Linked DNA regions of Sus scrofa: region 2 is linked to region 1. The links are chromatin contacts, called in public promoter capture Hi-C maps. All regions are on one chromosome and are shown on one strand. The core of a region is the stretch at or near the end of the contact, and the rest is flanking DNA. Distances in the headings are between cores, read along the strand shown.

Region 1 (6,129 bases), core at 2,184-4,683:
TCATCCTGCTTCCTCCTCCAGGCACCCTGAGCACGGCATCTCCCTCTAAGGGCTGCCTTCCTCATCCAGCCTTCTGATGGGCACACCGGGTCTCCTTCAGAGCCCAAGCTTCCTTTCTGAGGGGCTGCAGGGAACTTTCCAGCAGGGGTGAGACACCAGCAGAGTAAGGCATTCTGATCTGACCTGGGAGACGGAAGATCCTGGCCGTTGGAAGGGCACGCTCCCCAATATGGGTGCATCAGAGCCTCCCTGGGGGTGGGGGCTGGGTGCCGAGGGCTTGTCAAAAGCAGACTTCCTGCTCCCAGCATCAGCGAGTCCCATCTAACAGGTCCTGGGGAGAGCCCCGGATTCTGCATTTTCCGCACATCCTGCGGGCTATGCTGATACAGGGCTCCCCTGGCCCCACTTTTTGAGAAACCCAGGTGTGGTGAATTATTCCTCAAGCTTAAGAGGGGTTAGAGAAGCTTCTGGAACTTCAAGAGGAATTGAGGCAATGGAGGGTCAGGAAGCTACTTGCTCCCTGCTCTGCCCCAATGAGCTGGGGGAGGGGGCACGTACAGAGGCTGTCACCAACCCTTTTGCCTCCCACTGCCCCCCCACTCCCAGAGGTACTGAGGGAGGGTCACAGGAGGAGGGGGCGGAGGGGGCTCAGGCCACAGGTGGACAGAGGCCCCCCCCCGAGCTTGGGATCAAACACTCACCTGAGGCCTGTCTGGTCCTGTGCGCGTCCAGGGGTCTGGGAGGGGTGTCACCCGGCCTCTTCAGGTCTCTGTTCCAAGCTCTGGGAGCAGGAACTTTGCTAAGCTCCCCTGAATGAAAACAGGAAATAGGCTGCTCCACCGGCGCCTGGTCGCCTCAGCCCATTGGCTGATGACAGACGGCAGTGAACTCAACGGACAGATAGCGTGAGGCTGGGCGGGACTTGGCAGGGGCGGGGGCTGGCCGGAACCTCTGCACCCAAAGCCTTGCAGCCACCTGGCGGACCCTCAGTAACCTTGACAACCTCTGGCATTCTCAGACTTTAGCTCCCAAAGCCCTTTAATGTTCATTATCCTACCTGAGCGAGCTGGGCATAGCCAGAGCCATGTGGCTCCACTGACGGATGGGGAAACTGAGGCTTGGAGCAGCGAGCTGGTGGGATGCAGAGCCTGTGCCCCTGGAGGAGGGAAAGTGGGACAGACTCATAGTTCCATATGGTGCCTTTCTCTGGGGGAAGTTGCATCCCACACGCCCCGACAGAAAGTACCAAGGAAGCCAGACCTCTGGGCAGTTCTGTGATATGTGGCCACTGCCACAGCTTGTGGCCCAGAGGTCAGTAGGCTGGGACAAGACAAAAAATAAAACTTCCAAGTTCCTGTTGTGGTGCAGCAGAAAAGAATCCGACTAGTATCCATGAGGATGTGCGTTTGCTGGCCTCACTCAGTGGGTTAAGGATGCAGTGTTGCCGTGAGCTGTGGTATAGGTTGCAGGCAAGGCTCAGATTCTGCGTCACTGTGACTGTGGTGTAGGCCAGCAGCCACAGCTCCAGTTCAACCCCTAGCCTGGAAACTTCCGTATGCTGCAGGTATGCAGAGGGAATTTTAATAAAAATTTAAAAAAATAAAACCTCTCCAGCTCCCCCAACAAGCCCACCATATGTCTCTCCCCAGCTATGAGCCCTCCCCTCCCTAGCCCTGCTTCTGATAGGGGCTCATTCCTTGTTTCCTTTGTAATTTATTTCCTACTAACAGACCTCTGCAGCATGGGGAAGGTCCCGGGCCAGGGATTGAACCTGCACCACAGCAGCAACGGTGCTGCTGCAGTGACAATGCCAGGTCCTTAATCCACTATGCTACCAGGGAACTCCCATTTGCTCATTTTTTTTTTATTGGATTATTTTCTTCACAGTTTGTTTATTTTCCTTATGGATTATTTGCATAGATATGCTTTCAATTTCTTTCCCCATCCTATGGTATGCATTTGTACTCCGGTCGGGGGAGGGGGATCTTTTGATAAATAAAGCTTTCAACGGTATTAGTCTTTGCTTTCACTGCGGGTGTCATACCTGAGAGACGGTGGGCCTCTCTCCTTTATTGTGCTTTATGGTTCTTTCCGCAACAGCTTCACAGGCCATCGTGAGGCTTAAGATGAGTTAGGATGCACAAGGCCCTTCGGATGATGCTGGTACCTAGTAAGCACTGTGCAAATGCAGACAATTCCTGTGGTTCTACAAAGCTTTCTAGTTTGCCTTTCTCATTCGGGGCTCTGTAATGCACTTAGACGAAGGGGATTTTGGGGGTATGGTGTAAGGGATGAGGTTGATGAGGTTGAATGATTTTTCCATGGCATGTTCACCTACTAGCCTTGTTTTACTGAAATGGCCATCAAATGCCCCAGCCCTGCAGCGCAATGCAGAATCTGATATTCATCCACCTGTGTCAGGGATGCAGTCGTGTAACTCAGGGGGAGCATCATTAATAGTGTATCTGTGGTTTGCTGGCTTGAGCGCTGGGGCCATTTCTCATTCACACAGAACGCCTGGTGTGGTATGGCGTTGAGGGCTCTGCACAGAGCCAGGCTGGAACCCCGGCTCCCCTCCTCTCTGAGTCCGGTCCTGCTATGTTCCAGGTTCCAGTTTTCTCTCTCACCCCCAGCCTGAGCCTGGAGTCTGCGAGATGCCAAGGCAGGCTCAGCCCTTCCTGCAGCCTGCAACCACGGGGAGGAGTGTGTAGAAGCCACTGCTTCCTCTTCTGGGGGCAGGAGATGCTCTGGAAACCCCCCAGATGCGCAGGAGTGTCTGGTCTGCATGGGAAGGACCTAGCTGGTCCAAAGGGACCTGGAGTCGCCACCCTTGGCCACCTGCCAGGTGTGGGCTTTTCTCTGCAGGACAGGGTTCTCTATGCAGCGGAAAAGCTCTCCATGTAAGAACAGGCGTGTCACGGGCTACGGGGGAGGGCGGGAGTGGGTGTCGTTCCCCTCCCCCCTCTGCAGTGCTGAAGCCAGAAGGTGAGAAGGGGACACGGAGGGACCCCGGGGACTTAGGAAAGGAAGTGCTGGCACTTCAGAATCTAGTTGTCTCTCTTAGAATTCACACCCCTTTGACCACTGGATGGCCTCTCACTGCATTCTGGGTAAACTCAGACCCCTGCTGAGGCCTCAGTGAGCTGCAGCCTGCCCCCTTCCTGACCTCTTTGCACAGCCTGTCAGCATCACTTACCATGCACCGGCCAGCTGCACCGCTTCCTGTTCCTCAAACACGCGGCACGGCCTCTGCCCTGGCCATGCCTTCAGCCGGCCATGCCCTGCGCTCAGTTGCCTCCACGACCGGCTGGCTCTCATGCCCAGGGTTCGGCTTCACTGCCTCTCCTTTGCACCGCCTTCCCTGACCCCTCTGCCTGCACGCATCACTGTTTCGCTCATGTGTTTACTTGTTGAGTGCGTGTCTCAAATGCCTTGTCTGCGGTGGGACTTGGTATCAGGGTTCTGTCCCCAGGATCCACCGCAGTGCCTGCCACCTAGTGGTTGCTCAGTAACTGTGAATGAATGAATGAGTGGGCGAAGGCAGAACCATGGAGATGGGGCTGAGGTTCACTGTGTGACCCGGGCAGGGCACTTGGCTCTCTGAATGTCAGTTTCTCCCAGTGCAACATGAGATTAAATTAAAGATCCTCCCAGCACCAAAGCATTCCACATTGGGCAAATGACTGAATACTGTAAACAACTCCTCACTGCAGTTCCCCGTGTCTGGCAAGCTTAGGACTCCAAGACCAACACACCTCTGTTGAGAAATTCAACAAGAAATGGTCGACCACATGTCTGGTAAAGAAAACTCAAACCGGTAAAGTGTTTGTTTATAGGTAATTTAAAATTTTGTCAAAGGAGTTCCCGTCCTGGCGCAGTGGTTAAAGTATCCAACTAGGAACCATGAAGTTGGGGGTTCAATCCCTGGCCTCGCTCAGGGGGTGAAGGATCCGGTGTTGCTGTGAGCTGTGGTGTAGGTCGCAGACTCGGCTCGGATCCCACGTTGCTGTGGCTGTGTCGTAGGCCAGCGGCTACAGCTCCAAATAGACCCCTAGGCTGGGAACCTCCATGTGCCACGGGAGTGGCCCTACCAAAGGCAAAAAGACAAATAATAATAATAATAAATGCAAAATAAAATTTGGTCATGGCAATCTTGTTTTTCCACAGCCTTTAAAAAAATCTCGGGAGTACCTGTTGTGGCTCATCGGGTTAAGAACCCAACTAGTGCCCATGAGGATGCAGATCTGATTCCTGGCCTTGCCCAGTGGGTTAAGGATCTGGCGTTGTCGTGAGCTGTGGTGTAGGCCAACAGCTGCAGCTCGACCCCTAGCTTAGGAACTTCCATATGCTGCAAGTATAGCCCTAAAAAAAGCAATAATAATAATGTTAAAATTTTTTTTAAATCTCAAAAGTTCTTAATGCTGCAGAGTTTTAATATCAAGGTCACAGATAGAGTGTGGTGCAGGGCACTGCTGTGGATCTGCTGAAACATAGCGGGGGAACCGGGGTGCGGAAACACCTCAGCCCCTCCTGGGCTTCACACAAGCTCAGGACTGTCAGTCCTTCTGATGTGTGTAAGGATCCATGGAGATGCATGTGCTAATATGTGAAGAAAATCTAATTTTCATTATCAGCGAACATAAACATCTTGTTTCTGGGAGATCGGTTCGTTTAGGTAACAGCTTCGACGAGTTTGGTGGGAGTTGAGGGCCATCACTGTATACCGTCTGAAGCACAGAGCACCTCCAGAGGGCAGGAGTGAGGCTGAAATCCAGCCCTCTCTGCTTTTCCAAGCTGGCTCCTATGTCCAGGCAGGTAAAGGGGATGCTTTTTCTAACCCAAAAAGAAGGGTGATGATGGAGGATTGAGGAACTGTTTTTCTTTTGCTCAGTGGGTTAAGGATCTGGTGTTGCCGTGAGCTGTGGTGTAGGTTGCAGATGCGGCTCGGATCCTGCGTTGCTTGGGTCTGGCGTAGGCCGGTGGCTACAGCTCCAATTAGATCCCTGGCCTGGGAACCTCCATATGACGTGGGAGTGGCCCAAGAAATGGCAAAAAGACAAAAAAAAAAAAAAAGTGGGGAGAAAGAGTGGTACCTATTCCATAAAGATGTTGTAAGGATTATGTGATGGATGGGAGTGCCGTGCCTGGAATATTACTGTGCCCAGTAAATAACATTCCTGAGAGGTCCCATAGTGGCTCAGAGGTAACAAAGCCAACTAGTATCCATGAGGATGTGGGTTCGATCCCTGGCCTCGCTCAGTGGCTTAAGGATCTGGCGTTGCTGTGAGCTGTGATGCAGGTCGCAGATGTGGCTCGGATCTGGCGTGGCTGTGGCTGTGGTGTAGGCCAGCAGCTGCAGCTCTGATTGGACCCCAAGCCTGGGAACTTCCCTCTGCCGCAGGTGCGGCCCTAAAAACCTAAATAAATAAATAAAATCCCTATTATAGAGTGTTTAGTACTTCCTAGGTGCCAAATTCTTTATATGTATTCCTCATGACAAGATCTAAGTGGATTGTCATCAACCTCTTAGCTGTCAGGGAAACTGAGGTCAAGGTTAAATAACTGGCCCAAAGGCATCGAGAGCTGGGATTCAAATCCAGGCTCACTTGAGTTTGAAGTCTATGCTTTTCAACCTATTGTCTCCTACTGGAGCCCAGAGTGAGCAAAGCACAGAGGCGGTAGGACCAAGAGCTCCAAGGATGCTGGTGCATCACATGTTCATTCGTTTGGGCCTGTTTGTGGACAGCTTTGGACACTGGTGGCTGCTTGGAGAAGGAGACCAGGTCAGGGCGAGGCTGGGGTGGAAGAGACGCTAGTTGGAAAAGTAGGGTTGGCTGGGAGCTCTTAGCATAACGTAGGTGAGAGATGACGTGATTTGGACTCAGGTAGGAATGGTGGAGTCAATAAGAAATGGTCATGTTATGGATATATTTTGAAGGTCAAGTTGATGAATTTGCTCCCAGCTTGGGTGTGGGGTATGAGAGGAGGTAAGTTGGTTAAGTTTTTCCTGGTTCAGTTGCTCTGTCACTTTTCTTAAGTAATCTGCTATGACTGGGGATTTAAGAGGCTTCTAGCTTTTTGCTGTTAAGATGGGGGTGAACATCCTTGTAGACAGATCTATGCGCCATC
Region 2 (5,514 bases), core at 166-2,665, 410 kb before region 1:
TGTGGAGAGACCAGCAGAGAGGGAAAGAGCTGAGCTGCAAGCCAGAGCCGGGCCATCCCTTGCCCAGGGCAAAATGTCCCTCTCCTGGGCTGACCTGGGCCAGCAGAACACACTGTCACCGTCACTGCCACAGGGCAGAGGCACCTGCTGTTCTTGAGGCCTTGGGGCAAACAGGTGGGTCTCCTCAGCTTCTGGGTGGTTGAGTGGGAGGAGCTGCAGGAGGTAGGCGGGGCACAGTTCCCAAGGCAGCTCTGTTAAGGGTTAGGTGTGCCCACCCACTGGAGGCTGCAGTGCTTTCTTTCTCTCCTTTCCTTCTCTCCTTCCTTCCTTTCTTCCGCTTTTTATTGCCCAATCTTTGGCATATGGAGGTTCCAGCCTAGGGGTCGAATTGGTGCTACAGCTGCCCGTCTACACCACAGCCACAGCAACGCCAGATCCGAGCTGTGCCTGTGATCTACACCACAGCTCACAGCAATGCCGGATCCTTAACCCAGTGAGTGAGGCCAGGGGTGGAACCTGCGGCCTCAAGGATACTAATCGGGTTTGTTATTGCTGAGCCACGAAGGTAACTTTCTGCAGTGCTTTGCATTTCCAGTGGAGGCAAGTTCCAGCTACTGGGGAGACCTTCCCCTGTGAGCCCTCGGAAGCACCAGTGACCTTGCCAGGGCTCCAGCTTGGAGGGCCAAGGGCTACCATCCAGATGCCCAGAGGCTGTGGGAACCCAGAGGAGGTGCCTAACCAGTCTCTGGGAGACCAGAGAGGGCTTGCTGCTGACTCCAGAAGTCTCAGCTGGATCTTTCCATCTGGGATGGAAATTAGATTTTCACCTTCCAGCAAACCCATCACCGGATTCCTCCTGATAGTTCCGAAGTAGGTGGCCTCTGTGTTGGGTTCTAGTGCCCCTGCGTGGTCATGCTGTGACATATCCAGGGTCTCTTCCCCCTGGGGTAAGCTGCCACCCGGCTCAGGATTCCAAGTAGACCAGAGCTCATCTATCTGCTTGTCGTCAGATCACCTGGAGGCTCGTTAAACTGCTGATTCCCGGGAATCGTTGCTGAGCAGCTCTGGCTGGGGCCTCTGAGGTTAGACCTGACAAGTGGGTATAACAGATGCTCACGTGGTTCCTCTCAACAAAGTGGGATTGCCTGGATGCCACCGTGGGCATGAGGGAATTTTGGACAGGTAGGGAAGGAAAAACTCATGAGAGTCTATGAGTTGAAAGCCCTCCTGGTCTTGATTACTCCTTCAGTCCGCTTCCTTTGTCCCTCCCAGCGGTGACTCAGAGGAGGGCTTTCTAGCTCTCCCAGCCTGGGTGCCTCGGAAACAGGACAGACTTTTTTTTTTTTTCTTTTTTTTTTTCTGCCAGCTCTGGGGCCCCACCCTGGGTTGTAGGCAGCGGTGAGCGGCATCAGGACGAGGTGACACCTACTTTCTGAGGTGGGCTGGTCTTCCTGGTGCCAGAGAAGAAAGCCAATAGACCCAACTGGCAGCAGGTGCCTGGGTGGCTCTCCCCCGCCCCCCGCCCCTCTAGGAGTTTAAGGCCGGAATGAGACAGTAGGTTTCGACCAAAGTTTCCTTCAACTTGCCAGGAGGGCACTAGATCCTTCTAGAAACAGGCGTTCCTGGTGGGGATGGGGTGGGAACCAGGAGCAGAAACAGCTGAGAGTTTGCTAGAAAGTGTTGCCCTCTGGGGTGGGGCTGCACCTGGCGCGTCCAAACACGTGCGTGACTTTGAGGAAGAAAACGTGTTTTGAAAACGTCCTGTTTCCTGCTCAGGCTCCGAGGGGGCCTGGCCGATCGCTTCCACGCGCGCGGGGCGGCGGGCGGCGGCGGCGGCGGCGGCGGTGGGATGTTTGTGCGTTTGCAGCCTTTTCTGCTGAAAACCGGGCAGGGCGGTGGCACACGGGGCCCCAAAGGGGCCGGAGCGTCGGGGTCGCCCGCCTTCCCGGCCGCGGGGCCCGGGGCCCGGGGCCCGGGCGGCCAGCGGGGGCGCCTGTGGCCGCTCCGCCGCCCCCGCCCGCGCAGCTGGATCCCGCCCGCGGCCGCGCGGCCACTCGGGCGGCGGCTGCGGCGGCCGGAGCGGGAACGGAGCAGCGGCGGCAGGTGAGCGCGGGCGCGGGCGGCCCCGGCGGGGAGAGGCGCGGCCGGCGGGCGGAGGGGGCTGGCGCCGCGGCTCGGGCCCCGGGGATACGCCGATCGGCCGGGCTCCAGATCCCCGCGAGGCGGGGCGCCGGCGTGGGGGCATCTGCGGCTTCCGCGCCTCGCGCCCGGCGGCCGGCACCCGGGAGGAGGGCTAGGTGTGGGCCGGGACGGCTGCAGCCGGGCCCGTGGCTCGGCCTGCCTTCCCTGGCCTTTGGATCGCGGGAGAGGCGCGCGGCCGGCCAACTCCCCGGACCGGCGGGCCGCCCACTCCCCCTTTCCCGGTCTTGCTCTTTCTCTGGCCCAGGCTTGGGCTGGGTTTTGTCCCCTCCCTCAGGTACTGCGGGGAGATGCTTCTCGACAGGACCCCACCTGGCAGGAACTGGGGGCCCAACCCCACTCTCCAGGTGGCAAGACTGAGACCTCACGTGGGACCTGGCTCTGGGTCCCCCCGGGCCCAGCACCCTTGGACCACTCTGAGGGACCGCCCGTTGGCTTAGGATGGTAAAGAGGGGTGGTTTGTCCGGTTTTCCGAACTCGCGCGAGGCAGGGGCCCCTGGACAGGCCATGTAGTCTTTAAAGTAAAAAATAACTCAAAGGGAGAAGCCTGCCTTAAGGGCAAGACCAGTGGTTGGGGCTGGAAGCAGTCTAGTCACAGGCAGCAGTGAGCGGACCCCTCCCAGTTAAGGGGAGGGGGCGGTGTGTTGATGGCAGAACCCAGGAGGCATTTGCCCCAGCTTGGATGCCCACTGGGGGAATGGGAAACCCAGCCTTTCCTGTGAAGGGGTTGGACAGAGGTGGTAACCGCCCCTGGTTGGGGGCAAGATGCTGGAACCTTTCTCAGTGTGGCCTGGAGCTGTTCTCTCTCCGGGTTTGTATTTTGGGTCCCCTCCTTCAGAGGCCAGGCACTCATGTTCTCTCTGAGTCCCAGAGCCGGAGTTGGAAAATGAGAGTTTGGGCTCTGTCACTAGAAGTAGAGCCTTTGACGTCAGGACCGCAGGTGGCCTTGGTAGTGGGGCTGTGCCTGGAGTGGCCAGATCTGGACTGGCTGTAGGTTCAGTCCTAAGGGGCACTTGCTGAAGCCCCCTCAGACCTGGTCCAGGGCGATGCTCACCAGAAGTGTGAATGAGCAGTTCCACTGTGGCAAAGCAGAAACGGATCCGACTAGCATCTGTGAGGATGTGGGTTTGATCCCTGGCCTCACTTAGCCGGTTATGGATCCCACGTTGCTGTGGCTGTGGTGTAGGCCAGCAGCTGTAGCTCTGATTCAACCCCTAGCCTGGGAACTCCCATATGCCGCAGGCGTGGCCCCCCCCAAAAAAAGAAAAAAAAAGTACAAGTGAATGAATGAAAGAATGAATGATCAGCAGGACTGTGATGGTCTCAGGACATGAGGCTGACGGGACTTGGCAGGTTGGGCCTTTGGGCTCTGAGATGAGGGTCTCCGGTACTCAGTCACTGCTTTCACAAGTGGGTGGTGCCTCCGTAGGAGAGGGGACCAGGTTCCCTGCGGACCTGGAGCTGGGGCGGGGGGCAGACCTCCAGGGGCAGCTTCTGGGCCCTGAGCCACACCCCGAGTGTAGTGAGGAGGCCCCACAGGAGTGGCTGCCTGGGTCTAGGGGGCAGAGTTGGGTCTACAGGGTACCTTTTAGAGATGCTATCCCCAGGGCTGAATGTTCAAGGCTCTTCAGAGGCTGGGTCTTGTCCCTCAGCCCTTGGGCTTTTGAGAGGGCTCGTTCTTGGACCTTTTGTGGAGGAAGGTGGAAAGCAGGAGGAGAGCTCCGATTTCTAAGGCCAGGAGGTTTACAGAGCTGTGGCATGTCCCTCGTATTGTTTGATCCTGGGAGTTAGGGCCAGAATGAGCCGCATCATTTATGAGTGGGAAGCTGAACTCATCAAAGGTCTTGTAGTGAGGTAGGCCTGGAGCTGGGACTGGGGCCTGGCCTCTGGGTCTTCCCATCCTGTTTGGGCCTGGTTCTGGTGGCATCTGGGTGCCATCAGGAGCCTGATCCCACCCCAGCAGGCAGAGTCTCACGTTAACCCGTTACAGCCCCTTCTAGGGCAAAACTCATGGCCTGCCTACCTGTCTATGTCCCCTTTCCTCCTCTTCTACCCCAAACCTGGGGATGCACTGGGGCTTTGCTGCTGACCCCACCTCTTGGACCCCCTTCCTCTGTAGCTGGGCTCAAAGGGACTGCTGATCGGGACGTAATGGCTCATGTTGACTCTGAAGCCCATTCCAGCAAAGGAGGCTTGAATGGCTCGCCTGGGGCAGGAGACCGAAAAATGAGTTAGTGTGGTCCCTTCCCTGTAAGCCCACTGGCCAACAGGGGCAACAGAGTACTTGCACCTTGACTCCAAATACCTCTTTAGAGAGAGGCCCCCTAGGTGGGTGGGCATCTGTGTGCTGGGCACTGGAAGGATGGCCTGAGGGGTCTTCCCTGGGGTATCTTTGGGGAAGTTGGTTAATAGGTCATTTTATTTATTCATGCTTTCTGTGTTTTCAAAATTGTCTGCAATGAAGAAGAAAAGCAGAACTGTTTTTTGTTTGTTTGTCCTGGAAAATTTTCCAGAGATGTTCTGCCTCTGAAACTTGGAACTGGATTTGCAGGTAAGGTCTGTAAACTTCCGAATTTAACAGGACGCCCAAAGGGAAGGTCCGAGGATTTTGAGATCGTTTCAGCACAAATTAGCCTCAAAACCCAACAGAGTGGTCTGGAAATTGGGCAAAAGATGACATCTATTGCAAAGCTTCTGGGTGGCCGTGTCGTCTTTCCTGCTGCGAGTCTGCTATCTGTGGTGCATGACTGACTGTTAGCTATCGGATGGGGTCTGGCTGGTGGGTGAACAGAGGTGAGGGTGACCCCTCTTGGGAGAGACACCAGCCCAGGGCTAATGGAGGCAAGGTTTTTTTTTGTTTTTTTTTTTTTTTTTTTTTTTTGTCTTTTTGCCTTTTCCTAGGCCGCTCCCGTGGCATATGGAGGTTCCCAGGCTAGGGGTCTAATCGGAGCCATAGCCACTGGCCTACGCCAGAGCCACAGCAATGCGAGATCCAAGCCGCATCTGCGACCTACACCACAGCTCCCGGCAACGCCGGATCCTTAACCCACTGAGCAAGGCCAGGGATCGAACCTGCAACCTCATGGTTCCTAGTCGGATTCGTTAACCACTGTGCCACAACGGGAACTGCTGGAGGCAAGGTTGATGGCAGCTTCCAGGCCCTGAGCCACACCCATCTGGGGACCAAAGGGAGAGGTTTTCTAAGCCGATGCCACCTGGTCTGCGTTGGAGTTGAGGTAGGGGCCTCGAGCCCAAGAGGAATGGATGACTCCATCCCTGCGGGTCCTCACTGAGGAAGCTGGGTCTGTGGGAACA

Evidence for each region. Promoter capture Hi-C pulls out the DNA fragments that hold promoters and counts their contacts.
Region 2: a contact with region 1 is called in a promoter capture Hi-C map of fetal skeletal muscle, with 6 times the contacts expected there. The contact joins the promoter of ADCY7 here to the promoter of SNX20 in region 1. A contact is called at or near these places in 3 of 5 promoter capture datasets (fetal liver, fetal skeletal muscle and liver) and 1 of 2 datasets of contacts at active chromatin or transcription factors (alveolar macrophages).

Annotation. Positions count from the first base shown.
Region 1 is chr6:34,174,057-34,180,185 of Sscrofa11.1, reverse strand. It overlaps SNX20 (sorting nexin-20), which reads right to left and starts at 3,433. Exons shown (of 5, transcript XM_021094194.1): 1 at 3,197-3,433; 2 at 702-809.
Region 2 is chr6:34,582,285-34,587,798 of Sscrofa11.1, reverse strand. It overlaps ADCY7 (adenylate cyclase type 7), which reads left to right and starts at 1,415. Exons shown (of 26, transcript XM_021094204.1): 1 at 1,415-1,437.